Regions from separate parts of the Mus musculus genome. Here regions 1 and 3 are each linked to region 2. A link is a contact called in public promoter capture Hi-C data. All regions are on one chromosome and are shown on one strand. The core of a region is the stretch at or near the end of the contact, and the rest is flanking DNA. Distances in the headings are between cores, read along the strand shown. Region 1 holds the start of Dtymk (deoxythymidylate kinase). Region 2 holds the start of Asb1 (ankyrin repeat and SOCS box-containing 1). Region 3 holds the start of Stk25 (serine/threonine kinase 25 (yeast)).

Evidence for each region. Promoter capture Hi-C pulls out the DNA fragments that hold promoters and counts their contacts.
Region 1: a contact with region 2 is called in a promoter capture Hi-C map of pre-B cells, with 5 times the contacts expected there. The contact joins the promoter of Dtymk here to the promoter of Asb1 in region 2. A contact is called at or near these places in 1 of 39 promoter capture datasets (pre-B cells), 1 of 484 Hi-C or Micro-C datasets (CD4 T cells) and 2 of 9 other capture datasets (adipose tissue and liver).
Region 3: a contact with region 2 is called in a promoter capture Hi-C map of pre-B cells. The contact joins the promoter of Stk25 here to the promoter of Asb1 in region 2. A contact is called at or near these places in 1 of 39 promoter capture datasets (pre-B cells) and 2 of 9 other capture datasets (adipose tissue and liver).

Annotation. Positions count from the first base shown.
Region 1 is chr1:93,800,196-93,804,601 of GRCm38.p6, forward strand. Dtymk (deoxythymidylate kinase) reads right to left here and starts at 1,739. Exons shown (of 5, transcript NM_001105667.1): 1 at 1,503-1,739; 2 at 607-715. The coding sequence starts at 1,632. It overlaps Ing5 (inhibitor of growth family, member 5), which reads left to right and starts at 3,770. Exons shown (of 8, transcript NM_025454.2): 1 at 3,770-3,844. The coding sequence starts at 3,808.
Region 2 is chr1:91,538,524-91,542,971 of GRCm38.p6, forward strand. Asb1 (ankyrin repeat and SOCS box-containing 1) reads left to right here and starts at 2,042. Exons shown (of 5, transcript NM_001039126.2): 1 at 2,042-2,341. The coding sequence starts at 2,290.
Region 3 is chr1:93,633,775-93,638,603 of GRCm38.p6, forward strand. It overlaps Stk25 (serine/threonine kinase 25 (yeast)), which reads right to left and starts at 1,953. Exons shown (of 12, transcript NM_021537.3): 1 at 1,773-1,953; 2 at 1,524-1,609. The coding sequence starts at 1,553.

The DNA.
Region 1 (4,406 bases), core at 489-2,988, 2.3 Mb after region 2:
ACAAAACAAAACAAACCTTGCCTCAGCAGTTAAAAGCACTTACTGCTCTTGCCAAGGACCCAGGTTTGGTTCCCAGAACTCACATGACAGCTTACAACTCTCAGTAACTCTAGTTACAGGAGTTGTCTTCCTTGGGCAGCAGGTATGCATGAGGTGCACATACAGGTAGCCATTTATATTACACAAAAACGAATACATATTTTTTATGAGGCCAGCCTGGTCTATAAGGCAAGTTCCAGGATAGTCAGGACTGTTATGTAGGGAAACCTAGTATCAAAAAAACAAAACCAAAAACCAAATCAAAAAAAAAACCTTTTAATAAAACAAAACAAGCCGGATGTGGTTAAATACGATGGTCAAATACGACGATGTTTTATCTCAAATACGGCGATTTTTTATCTCAAATACGACGATTTTTTATCTCAAATACGTCGATTTTTTTATCTCAAATACGGCGTCGAATGGTAGGGTAGAGGAAACCTCCCAAGCTGGCCTCTGGTCTCGACGTGCGGGTGTTTGCACACATGCCACACACAGGTGCTCGCACCCTTGCCACACACAAAAGTGTGCATGTTACAACCGGGGAGCAACGACGCAGGTCTTTACACTTGTTCCCAGCGGTTTGCAGAGAAGAGCAGGTGCACGGAGTGATCCTCTAGTTCCGTTTTCTTTTCCAAGTAGGAATTCAGAAGCTTGCCGATTTCCGTTGATCTTTCTAGAAAGACAAAGATACACTCGACTGAAGTCAGACTCTTCACCTGAAGTCTACAGGGGTTTGCACTTAAGTTCTCTCCTTGCACCTACACCTAACTTTCAACCTCCAGACAGCTTTGGACCATCTCTGAAGCCAAAGAAGTCTCCCCGAGAAAAGGAAGTAATGTACGTGCAAGTCTTGATTTCAAAAGTACTTGTAAGACTTTTGACTGGTTGGTTTGAAAATTAAAATATCCTGCAAAGTGGTTGTTCCAATTCCCAACCTACTTAATTTGTAGGATCAGGGGTTGGTGTCCAGTGTACAGGGCGCAAGGCCAAAAGTCAACCTTATGTTCCCTTTTCAGTACTTTTCCACCTTGTGTTTTCAGAGAGGAGCTTCTACCTGAAGCTCAGTTTTGGCTGAACTGGCTGGCTCACAAGTCCCAGGAACGAGTCCGTCTCACCTCTCCAGCGGTTGGATAAGCAACCGTACTAGGTTTTTTTTTTTTTTAACCTGGGAAACTAAACCCAGGCTCTCATTTCAGCCTGTATTTTATTAACTAAGCCATCTCCACCAGCCGGGCCCTCCCAAATCAATGACCAATGAAGAAAATGTCTTCCAGGCTTGTCTGCTGGCCAATCTGGTGGGGCCAGTTTTCTCAATTGAGGTAGCTTGAGTCAAACTGACATAGACTAGCCAGCACACGCATGCACAATAATAAATAAATAGATGTTCTAAAAGCTTTTAAAGATACTAAGACTACAACCCAAAGAGAGAGTGAGGGAATTCTCCAGGCCCACCCGCGCACCGGGGAAACGCAGCAGCTCCGCTCTGTGGCCCGAGGCGCACAGCGCGGTCACCAGCTTGAGGCCCTGCGTGGTCTTGCCAGCACGGTCCACACCCTCCAGCACGATGAGCGCTCCCCGACGCGACGCCATCGCCCGCACAGCACCGGTCAACTTGCCAGGTTCCCGCCAATGTTAGATGCAGCAGAAGCCCGGCGTGCACGGAAGCCCTGCCCTCTTCCGGTTGGAAAACGAATTCTGTGGCCTGCGGGGAACAGCTTCCGGACGTGACGTAATCTAGGCCCGGGAGTCTGCAGTTTAGCGAGCGCCAACTCGCGGAACTTCCGTTCGCCGCTCCCGAAGAGCACCAATCTTAAGGACTGTGGTTGCGCAGGCTCTGGTCACGTGGAAGTTCGAGACCTGTAACGGAATCAAATTTTTATGCCCCTAAGCGCGCTACTGAAGGGTTCTAAAAGTTTCTTATCACACACACACCTGCGCGCGTACAGGAGCCATGTGATGATCAGGCTCTGAAAGGAGTTAAGGATAGGAACATCGACCCCCAAGATGTACTTTCTGCAGCATTTTCGAACCGCTCAGGAATTTTCCTTGTCGTTTTAGTGTAAGTTGGTGGAAGGAAATGGGTTTATTTGCAGCGTGGGCAGAATTGAAACCACCCCCCCCCCTTTTAAATTCCTTTCCCCCTAGCAGTGTTTTTACAGACAAAATAAAGTCAGGGAAAATACATGAGCAGGAGGCGGGCAAATCTCTGTGAGTCTGAGGCCACTTACATAGTTTCAGGCCAGCCAGGGATACATTGTGAGACCCAGGCTCAAAAACCCAAACAACAGTACTCTAGAGGAAGAGAAAAAAGGATCCGCAGTCAAAGGCTGGGCTGGGTTATGTTTTGCCTAATGAACAAAGATTCCATACCCAGCACAGAATAAATTGGATATAGTGAGTGACATAGCCTATAAACCCAACATTTGGGAGGTAGATCAAGGTTTATGCAAACATTTGAACTAACACCCAAAGAAGTGACACAGATGCCAGACACATATGTAAAAATGTGCAACACAAACATATTGTTAGGAATCATGAATTAAGATAATTTCACCTCTTCGAGAATAGCCCAAATCTACAATTCTAACCCTTCATCATGCTGGTGAGGACGTGGAGCGAAGGAGACTGTCAGTGCAGAGGAGAAGGCAAAAACGGTGTGGAAGATAGCTTGGCTGTTTCTCAAGAAAGCACTCTACTTTTAACATGAAGTCAATATTTACCCAAATGGGTTGGAAACTATGTCTGCACACAAATGATTGTATCAGCTCTAGCCACATTTGCCTAAATATGGAAGCAGCTAAGATGTCCTCCAACACGCAAACTGATAAACTGGTAATTACACAGTGAAATAATTTTGAAGTAAAAAGTGAATTATCAGTTACTTACTAGGACATGGAGGAACCTGAACTGTATAATGATAAATGCAGCCAGTCTGAAAAGACTGTGTACTGTAAAATGCAACTACATGGCATGTTAGCAAAGCAATACTACAGAGACTCTAAAACGTTTATTGGTTACAAGTATGCGTGTGTGTGTGTGCGCGCGCTATTGTAATAGACCAAAAGAATTAAAGGCAGTGAAAAATATTCTTCAGGATGCTATAAGGGGGATACTTAATACTTCTCAGAAATATTAGAGCCCACCAAGAGTGGACTCTGGTAAACCCTGGATTTTAGTTATATTGTTTCATTAACTGTAACAGAGTTGCCGTAGGAATGTAAAATGTATTTTTGCAGGCATCGAGGGGTGCGTGGCTTCTTCACGAAGTGCGAGTCAAAGCAACCGAGGTCCAGCGTGGGCACGCCCCCCTCGGGACCAGACAGCCACAAAGAGCATGGAAGTTAACCGATGCCTGTGAGGGGGTCTCCTTCCGGGAGGCCCCGTCAGCCAGGAGAAACCACAGGCAGCGGGTGTCTGAACAACGCGGGAAGAGCGGCAGGTGTCGGCTGGCAGGTTTGGCGCCAGCACACGTGCAAGCGGAGTCCCCTGCCAGGGCTTGGAATCCGGCTGGGCCAGAGACAGAGCTTCCACATTGCAAACTGCGAACCGAGCACATCGCCCATCCGCGTTCCCTCAGGGCAAGCCCCACAGCGCCGCCTGGCGACCACAGCCGGCCGGAAGCCTAGGGGTGGCCCCTGAGTTGCCCCGCCCACTTTCCGGCCAATCGGAGCACGCGGCTCATGAATAGTGAGCGCGCGGCGCCGCCCCGCCCCGAGTCCGCGGCACCGCCCGCTCGCGCAGACCCCGAGCGTGGCCGAGGCGAAGATGGCGACTGCCATGTACTTGGAGCACTATCTGGACAGTAAGCACTCTGGCCGAGCCGCCGCCCGCGCGGGTTCGCGCCGCCGCCGCCGCCCCCGGCCCACCGCGATCCGTGCGAGGCTCCGGGATGCGGAGGAGGATGGGGACTGATCATGGGGACTGTGGGGGCTCACGGCGGGTCTGGGGCGGGGCCGCAGATGGAGGGCGTGGGGCGCGGCGCGGGGTCCCGCCGCCTCCGCCGCGCCAATTCCAGGTGCGTCACGGAGGGGTGTGGCCTGGGGCTCAGCCCGCCTTCTCCGCTTCGGCCACACCCCCGACGCTGACCACGCCTCTGTTCCCGCCTCTCTACTTCGGTCTAGGTTGCGGGGAGGCCCGCCCCTTCTTCACCTGCGGCTTGTGGTGCTCAAATCCCTCTGTAGAGCCAAAGCCACTGTGTTTGCTTGTGGAGCTGTAGGAAGGAACTCTAGGCTAGTGGGGTGCCTTTTTCGAGGGAACTCGTGCTATCACGAGCCAGCCCGGTAAGGGAGGATGCTCTGTATAACGGGTTGACCTTTGACATCCCAGAAATTGGCAACTCCGTTTATTTATAGACCGTGAGATTG
Region 2 (4,448 bases), core at 792-3,291:
CACACACACACACACACACACTTTAAATAAATATAAAAATAATTCTGCCAGCTGTGGTTGTATACTTTCCCAGCACCTGGGAAGCTACTGCAGGTGGATCTCAATGAGTTAAGGCAAGACTCATTTACATATCAGCTCTGGGCCAGCCAAGGGCTAGTAAGATCTTGTCTCCATTTGCCCTACCCCACCCCCAAACCCCTTTTAAAAAGTATTCACTTCCTATTCCTCCTGAGATAGAATAGAAAGGCAAATCATGGAGGTATGAGGAGGAAGAGGAGCCCTTTACCTTTACTGAGGAATTTGGTTGAAGCCTCTTGCCAACAGAGAAGCAGGAATTCCAGCACAATTAACTGCTTAAAGCTTTCCTCCCTCCGCACTTATGCACCTGCAATTTTCCAGGACTCTCACTAGAAACTTTTACAGGAAATGGACATGCACAAAACTCATGCAATCAGTGGCTCCTGGCTTTATCAGATTATAATTCCATCCAAGGTATGTCTGAAGCCACCCCATAATCTCATAGACACACACACAAACACGAGAGAGAGAGAGAGAGAGAGAGAGAGAGAGAGAGAGAGAGAGAGAGAGAGAGAGTGTTAGTTTCTGAGTACTCTTGAGATCTAAGTTGAGAGCCATCAAAATGGTGTATATAGTAGCTAGTGCTAAGGATTGTGACTCCCTTGAGGAGCTATACTTGGGTGTGTCTTCCATAGTACCTCTCTTCTAAGTCTTTAGGTTAAAGTCTAATGTTAAAGTATTTTAAATAAAACCTCAACATTGCTTCCATTAGTCTTAACAAATTTTTTTTTTCCCGAGCCAAAGCAGTAAGTCCAGTTTTGCTTGAGTTTTGGTCTCAACGAAGTTCTCAGGCTAGGGTGACAGCCTGGAGTTTTATCTCTGTCCCCTCACCCGTGACACTCCCTTTTCTGGAAGCAAACTGACACCTACTATTCCACTCTGTTTCCGAAGCTGATTCCTTTAGTGACCTATGTGTGGAAGAGTGCATTATTTGTTCGTTATTGCTGGCTTATTTCACTGAGCAGAGATCCTCCAGGGTTGGCCATGTTGTAACCTGGGGCAGAGGCTTTTTAAAGGATATATGGATGGCCACGACACCACATTTTGATGCGCATTTGGGTGGTTTTACCCTTGAGGTATCCCAGCCAGGGATGTGCAGCCGTGGAGCAGAGCCATAAGGCTGAGCCACCTCTGGCTCTTTGCCTTGCAGCGTCATTGGTGTCACCTGTCCCTCGTGCCAACGGTGTTATCAAGACCAAACACCACTGCAGGAATCTCCCCGCTCCCCTCAAAACCCTCAGAGCCCGTGGCTCTGTTCCAGGATGCCTCACACAGCTCCACAGACCTGTGCAACTGAGCCAGTCTGGGCACGAGGATTTGTTGGGCACCTATAGTCGCTAGCTCCCAGCTGGTGTGCCATGACCACACAAAGATGCAGACAAGTCACAGCCGCGGTGTTGGAGACTGTGGCCTTGCCTCCATCTCACAGGACAGCGGGGCGCTTCTGTCTCCTTAAGGCGCGGTCTCCCCCCGGTCCACTGGGGTCCTCCCCCTGCAAGGTACCTTCCCTAAGTTGTGTAGAGGAGAATGAAAGGACCCGACAGCGTCCATGCTTAAGAACTGTTCGTAACGCAACGCACACAGTGTGACCGATGTAAAATCGGGAGTGCTTGAGGGAAAGCCACTCTGTCAACACGCCTTGACCAAGTTACAGACACTATTGGCTCCATGGAGACATTCTGGGCTGCCTTCGTCTAACACAACTTTGCAAGTCACCGACTCGGAAGGCACCGTTTGGAGTCTCGTAGAAAGGACAGCAGCGCAGCCCCACGTCACTCAACACCCTTCAGCCGCTGCGATAGCGGACCACAGTCCACTGGGCCGTAACGGTCCCGCCCACGTCCCGCCCTCCAGTGGGCGGGAACAGAATCGACCAACCAGGAGTTCCTGAGGCATGCAAATAAGCCTCCGCCCCCAGAGGAAAGGCGTTTCCCCAGAAGCTGCTGCTGTTGCCTCGGGAGACGCAGTTTGGTCAACCCCGCTAATCAGCAATCAAGTCCGTTAGCCAGGCCGGAAGTGGAGACCCCAGCACCCTCCGTCCGGAGCAGGAAGTACGAAAAGGAGGCTCATACTCCCCGGAAGCCGAGCCCTGGACACGCCCACCTGCCGGAAACGCCGGCGGTGCTTCTCTGACAGCGTTGCTCTCTGACAGGATTGCTGCGGAGGTGGACAGGCGGCGGGGTCAGGGCGGAGGCTGAGGACCAAGTAGGCATGGCGGAGGGCGGGACCGGCCCCGATGGACGGGCCGGCCCGGGACCCGCAGGTAACGTGCGCGGCTAGGGGTAGTAGGGAGCGGGGTTGCGTCTTGGGGTCAGAGTGTCCCTTGGGCGTCCGGGACTCGGGTCCTCGGTCCTCGCAGGCCAGATCCGAGGAATCGCGCCCGGGGTCAGTAAGTGTGGACGTTAGGCTCCGCGCGGCCCTAGGCGCGCGCCCCCGCTCCTGCCTGGCCTCTCGTGGACATCCCTCCCACGGAGGTTTCTTTCTGGTGGAGCTAGCCTTGTAACTGCCACCCTGTTAGCCCATCCCCGTCAGCGATGACCCTGGCTGGACCATGGGGTTCGGATCTTCTTCCAGGTATGAGCTCACTGGTCAGTAAGGGCCCTCAGAGGTCAGCCTTCGTGCGGACAGGTTCCCTTTCCCCATCCCGCCAGCCAGTCAGCGCAGTAGCTACTGGACAAACGTCCTCCGCCCCACCTCCACCCACCTTAACGACAGTGCTGTCCCCAGAGAGCTTGCTAGTGCCACAACTCTTACAGGGGCGCTTGACCCACCTGCAGAAAAAGGGTGACACTTGCCACCTGCCTTAAAGCTGCTCCACTTTGCAGTGCTGCTACAATGGAACTAACAATTCCCAGGAGAGTTTCCTGGTACGGCGTCCACCTTGGGGTCTTTCTGAACCTGCTGGTAGGTGTTTGGTAGGTGTGCTTCTGCACCCATCTCTGATTTTAGAGTTCACTGAGCTCTCTTCTGTATGCAGAAAATCTGAGAAAGCCACAATGTTGGTACAGTCTCTTGTCATTCCTCCCTCCATCAATTCAACAAACTTTGTGGATGATGTCCTATTGGCCTGACTCACCTGGGGCTATCGGGGTGACATGAAAAAGCAAGGCAAGGCCTCTACCACCAAGAGCTTTGGTTGTCATTGAATTTGATCTCAGGGACAGACAAGATCTTTGAGTGGATTGACCTGTCATGCAGGAATGAGAAATGGGAGAGAGGTGGTTGGTCAAAGGGTAGCTATTTCTTAAGGTACAGAATAGTCCTGTGGAAGAAAAAGTGGTTTTGCACCCCACCCCGACCCCAGTGTTGTTTTAGTGTCTGTTCTGTTTGTGTGTTTCCAGCTTGGGTAGAGGCACAGGTCTTCAGTGGGTAGTTGGATTAGATGATCAGAGAAGTCCGAAATTGAAATGGCTTTCGGCTCTAGAACTGGAGGAGATTCTGAAGGTCTGTTGGCCTGGGCTGGGAGTGTAGAGGAGAGGTGAGCTAAGGGGGTCCAGAGACTTTCCGAAGTCCTCTGGTGCCAGCCATTTTCCTAACAGTTACCCGGTACATCTGAATCCTCCCCAACTCTGGCTTTAAATTTTTATACTGTGCTGTAGTTACAGTGATGAAAGGAGGACCTGGAAGCGCCTTACAGATCCATTTCCAGGCTAGATAGATGCCTGCCTGTTGGTCTGCTGTGCACCAGAGTGAACCGAATAGGTTTTTGTGAACCTTGTGCTGCCTTGGTCTCAGCCCAGTCAATGGACTTTCAGGCCGCAGAGGGCAAGGATACTTAGTCGTCACCACCGTGTACCTATAGGAGAATCTGTAGGGGCTCAACGGATATTGTATTCAAATATGGAAACACATCAGCGACTAGAAAAAGCCTGCCTGTGAAGGGATATGTTTGGTAACATGCTAGGACATCCCCACAGGGTGGGAGACTTGAATCCAAGCAGTTAGAATTTGTGCTGTCTTTATTCACCTGTTGGTGCAATGCTTTTAATAAAGCTTTTCAGTCTCCTGGAGTTAGTTTGGGCTGTGATGTGAGCAAAGATGTATTTCCAAGTAGGTGATTAATTGTTCAACTACTTTCCACTGGCTGTATGTCTCACTCTGATTTTATGCCTGCTTATTACAGTTGAGCTGTTTATATTAAGATTAAAGTCTTCCTGGAGAATTGATTCTGCTTTTTGTTTTTGTTTTCTTTCTAGTCTGGTGAGAGTTTTGTTATCTAGTATGGTAGGGTTCCTTCCACCTGTTATTCTTACTAAAACAGCAACAAAAGCTATTTTCCCTTATGTATATCTACAAATACAAGTTTGAAATCATTTTGGTATATCTGATATCAAATTTCTGAAGAAACTGGATACATTATATTTATAGGG
Region 3 (4,829 bases), core at 703-3,202, 2.1 Mb after region 2:
GCAGCCCTAGTCCCAAACCCAGCCAATCACAGACAGCTAGCATGCTGATCTGGGTGGCTCAGATTTCTCTTCTGGACAGAATGTGTTATGAACCATCACTCAAGCCATCTAACTTACTCTGAACAACTGAGACCCATTCGCTCTCCATTCCATCCTAGGGATATTATACTTACAGCCTCTGGCCTTTCTGCCAACATGCCTGCTGTGTATCACCTCTCCAAAACAAGAGGAACAACTCAGCACACATCCTCCCTCATCTACCACACACAGTCACACAGTGCTTGCCCAGAACCATCTGGTCCTTCCAGAGATGGGCAGGAACAGGCCGGGTAAAAGGTAATCTAAGGCAGAAGCACAGGCTACAGGGGGAAAGTACAAGCCTTATCACACAAAAGGAGCAATTTCATAGGACTCTATGGCAGCCATCTTGGGAGAAAGCAGCCCTACAAAGGTTTTGTGTCACTTTCAGAAGCCAAGTATGTCTAGGCTGGACACAGGCCCCTAAAAAGACAAAAAGGGTGTTTTCTCTTTGAGAAAGGTCCCCTAGCCATCATTACTGTACTCCTTCGCAATTCATAGCTCCAATTTGTCATCCTGGGACCTTCATAAGCTAAGCTTAAGTCTCTTAAAAATAAACTAGAGGCAGATTTTTTTTCTCTCTCTCTTAGTATGTTATATAATTAGAGGCGAAATGTCAAAATGTATTAAAAATGTGTTAGCTTAATTCAGCATCAGTTAGCAAGCTCGGGATCCCATCTGTGACAGCTGGGCCAAAAGCCCTCCCCAACAGCTGTGAGTAGTCTTCCAGGCTGGTTTGGTTTCCTCCAAGGAGCCCTGCCTCCAATTCCTGCCCACAAGCAGCGGACGGACATGCTTCCTGTCTACACAACCAGTTCTCAAGGATGCAGGGAGAAGGGGGGTCAGGGTGGGGTGGGGTGAGCGGCTGCACTGTCCTCAGGAACTGATTCCTTCACTGTGCAACTGTCAAGCCTAAGCCTATCTAAACCAAGCCCTTAAAACGCAAATCCCACAGCTAAAGCCAGAGGAAAATCAGCCGCCAAGGCAGCTCATTCCACTTCACTAGCTGTCTGTCATATTGCTCTGAAATAACAACACCACAAATAAAATAAAGGCGAGAAAGGGGGTCCAGAGAGCAAACCACCGAACCCTCTGACCCTACGCAGCCCTCATCTCCTGTGCGGTCCCGTGTCGGGGTTCCATCCCGTTAGCCAAGGAAGGTGGAGTCCATCTTCTGGGAAGGTGCTCCGAGCCTGGGTCAAGCAGGTTGTGCCCAGGGCAGGTTCCTGCACCTGCCCCCAGCAGCTCCCGAGCAGAAGCGCTCGCCCCGCAGACGTTCCCTGGGGCTCACGTCTTCCGCAGGCGCTGGCTCGGCACAGGCCAGAGTTCCAACGGCCCCAAGACGCGCCCCGAGGCAGACGGCCTCCGCCCCTCTCCCGCCTCAAGTGGACAAATCCGCTCCACAGCGAACCACGGACTCGGGGCACGCCGACGCCCACACTCACCTGGTGCGCGAAGCCCCGGAGGTGAGCCATGTCCCCGCTGACGTGACCAGTCCGTCGCAGCCGCTCCGCCCGCTCGCCTCAAGCACCTGCGAGAAACCGCAGGCCGCTCGGTCAACAGTGGCCAGGGGGACCCGTTCCGTGGCGTCCCTCCACCCGCGACCTCCGGTCCCGCGCCCAGGGCCCCCGACCCGCCCTCAGGGCGTGCCCGGCCTCCCCAACATTCAGGCGAGGCCCGCTGGCAGCGCCCACCTCCGGGCGGCTCCATCTCGGACTCCGGGCCCGCTTCGCAGTCCCCACGGCGGCTCACACCGCAATTCGGTCTCCCGGAACGCCCAGGCCTCCCAGCCCGTGAGGTGGAGGCAGCGGCTCTGAGCAGGGCGTCGTGGCGAGCGCGAAGCTCTGTGGGACTAGGAGTCCCGCAGCCCGCCCCGTACCCCGGGCACGCAAAATTGAGACTACAAGTCCCAGCAGGCTGCGCGGTAGGATGAGGTGTTACGCAAGTGCTCCGGGGCCCTGATGGCGACAGACTACAAGTCCCAGGAGAACTTGCGGTGGGCGGTCAGTGGAGAGGCACAAATGCGCCACAGATTGGATCCGAACCTTGAGATATGCCCGAGCTGGGCTGCCCCTCCTGTCAGGCCGCGCGGTGACGGGTGCAGCGCGTGCGCAGTTGCCTTGACGTTTTCTAGGCTTTTTTTTCTCTTTTTTTTTCAGCCCTCCTCTCATTTTCCCAGTTCTGTTTGCCAAGCTTCTGAGACCCATACTGTGTGCCTGGAGTGCGAACCCACATTACCCTCATATCCTGGTGCTCCAGCTTTAACCGCAGTGTGACCTTCTTGTCTGCGCTTAGCAACACACACACACAAGGAGTACGCCCACGCGCGCCCTTAGAAAAGTCGCCCATTGTTGGACAAGTGCTTCTCTCCTGCCTCAGTTTCCCTATCTGAAAAGGTTTAATCGTAGGTCCCCAGGACATGACCTGGCGCTGGGAAGAGTTGTGTGGTCCAGCGGGGATTTCCAAAGGTTGGAAGATGCCTTTCATCCTGTGAATTCAGTATGAGTGACTAGTCAGCAATGTCCACTTCTATGCAGTCTCCTAGTGTTCCACGGGAGGGAGATTTGGCTCCATACTGTGTCCATTCCTATGACGGCTCAGTGCAAACCACCATAATGTCCCTACTCCCCAACTCATAAAGGCTTGTTGTTTCTGTTCTCTGGTGGATTTTCTTCCTGGGCACCATCCTGGAACCTTAAACCTTGCATGCAAGACCTTGCATCAGATTCTTTAACCGCCAAATTTTACTACATGTTGATTAGGTTTTCTTTGCTGTGTTTTTCCCCAGAAGAAAATAGACTTCCAGCAAACAGCCCTGCCCTGGATCCTGAAGCACCTTGGTTTCCTCCCCTCCCCCGCCCCAAGGCATCAACAATAGGGGCAAATATTTTTATTGCCCCTGAAAAAGATCATCTGTAGGATGGCCTTCAGCCTACCTATCCCTCCTATAGAAAAGTCTGAAATTAGGCAAGGCCAACTCTATTAAGACTTATTTATGTACATATATGTGTATGTTAAATGTGAACAGGAACCTACTGAGATCTGAAAAGGCCTGGATCTGGAGTTGCAGAGGGTCATATGCTGAATGGCATGGGTGCTAGAACTAAATTCTGGTCCTCTGGAAGAGCAACAAGAATTCTTAATGATTGAGGAATCTCTGTAGGCCTTTATTTTTGATTTTTAAGACAGGACCTCATTCTGTAGCCTAGGCTGGCTTAAAACTCTCTATGTGGCCCTTTTTGGCCTCAAATTCACAGCAGTTCTGCCTCTGCCTCTGCCTCTGCCTCTGCCTCTGCCTCTGCCTCTGCCTCTGCCTCTGCCTCTGCCTCTGCCTCTGCCTCTGCCTCTGCCTCTGCCTCTGCCTCTGCCTCTGCCTCTGCCTCTGCCTCTGCCTCTGCCTCCCAAATGCTGGGGTTATCCATATGAACCATCAGACTTCATGTGAAAAGCCCTACTCATGAGATTAAACTTCGTATTGGTTTATTGCTTTGTTCTTGGGTCAAATAGATATTGAAGAGTTGTTGGCTGTTTAGGAAGACTTCCATGTAGTTTATCTATAAAACACTTCCCAAGGGTCTGGAGAGATTTTCTTTTCAGCTGTTAAGAGCACTGGAGACTTTTGCATAGGAACCAGGCTTGGTTCCCAGCACCCACATGGTGGCTCTCAACTATTGGTCACTCCAATTTCAGGGGATCCGAGTCCTCTTCTGGCCTCTGTGGGCATCAGGTACACAAGTGGTACACAAACATCTGTGGATGTGAATGACTATACATATAAAATAATAAATTCATTGTGTCTTAGTGAGGGTTCATATTGCTGTGATGATATGACCAAAGCCACATGGAGAGGAAAGGGTTTATTTGGCTTATAATCTACAACACTGCTCCTCACCAAAGGAAGTCAGGACAGGAACTCAAACAAGGCAGGAACCTGGAGGCAGGATCTGATGCTAAGACAATGGAGAGGTACTGCTTACTGGCTTGTTTTTCATGGCTTGTGCAGCCTGCTTTCTCATAGAAACTGGGGCCACCAGTCCAGGGATGGCACCATCCACAATGGTCATTGTCATTGTCATGATTATTGGAATATCTCCTGTCTCAGTGATGTATAAAGATTGTTTCCCATCACCTGGAATTGGTTTCTGTGGTGATTTGTATATGCTTGGCCCAGGGAGTGGTACTATTAGAAGGTGTGGCCCTGTTAGAGTAGGTGTGTCACTGTGGGAGTGGGCCTAGGACCCTCACCCTAGCTACCTAGAAGCCAGTATTCAGCTAGCAGACTTCAGATGAAGATGTAGAACTCTCAGTTTCTCCTGCACCACGCCTGCCTGGATGCTGCCATGTTCCTGCCTTGATGATAATGGACTGAACCTCTGAACCTGTAAGGCAACCCCAATTAAATGTTGTTCTTATAAGAGTTGCCTTGGTCATGGTGTCTGTTCACAGCAGTAAAACCCTAAAACGGTTTCTAAAGAGCTGATTCAGCCAATAACTGCTCAGAGGAGAAAGAGAAGGGGGAACTTCCGATCCCAGTCACGGGGTCTGAAAGAGACCAGAGAGAGAAGGAAAGAGAGGGGAGAAAAGATATTAAGTTTGAATGTGGTAAAATAAAGTCTCCAGAGAAAGGAGAGAGTTAGAAATTAGAAAATAAAATATTTTCCATAATAAAAAAATAGAAAAAAATTTAGAAGAGGACATTTGGACCCCATGTAATTTTGCTAGGAGTATCAGCATACTGATAACTATGTCTA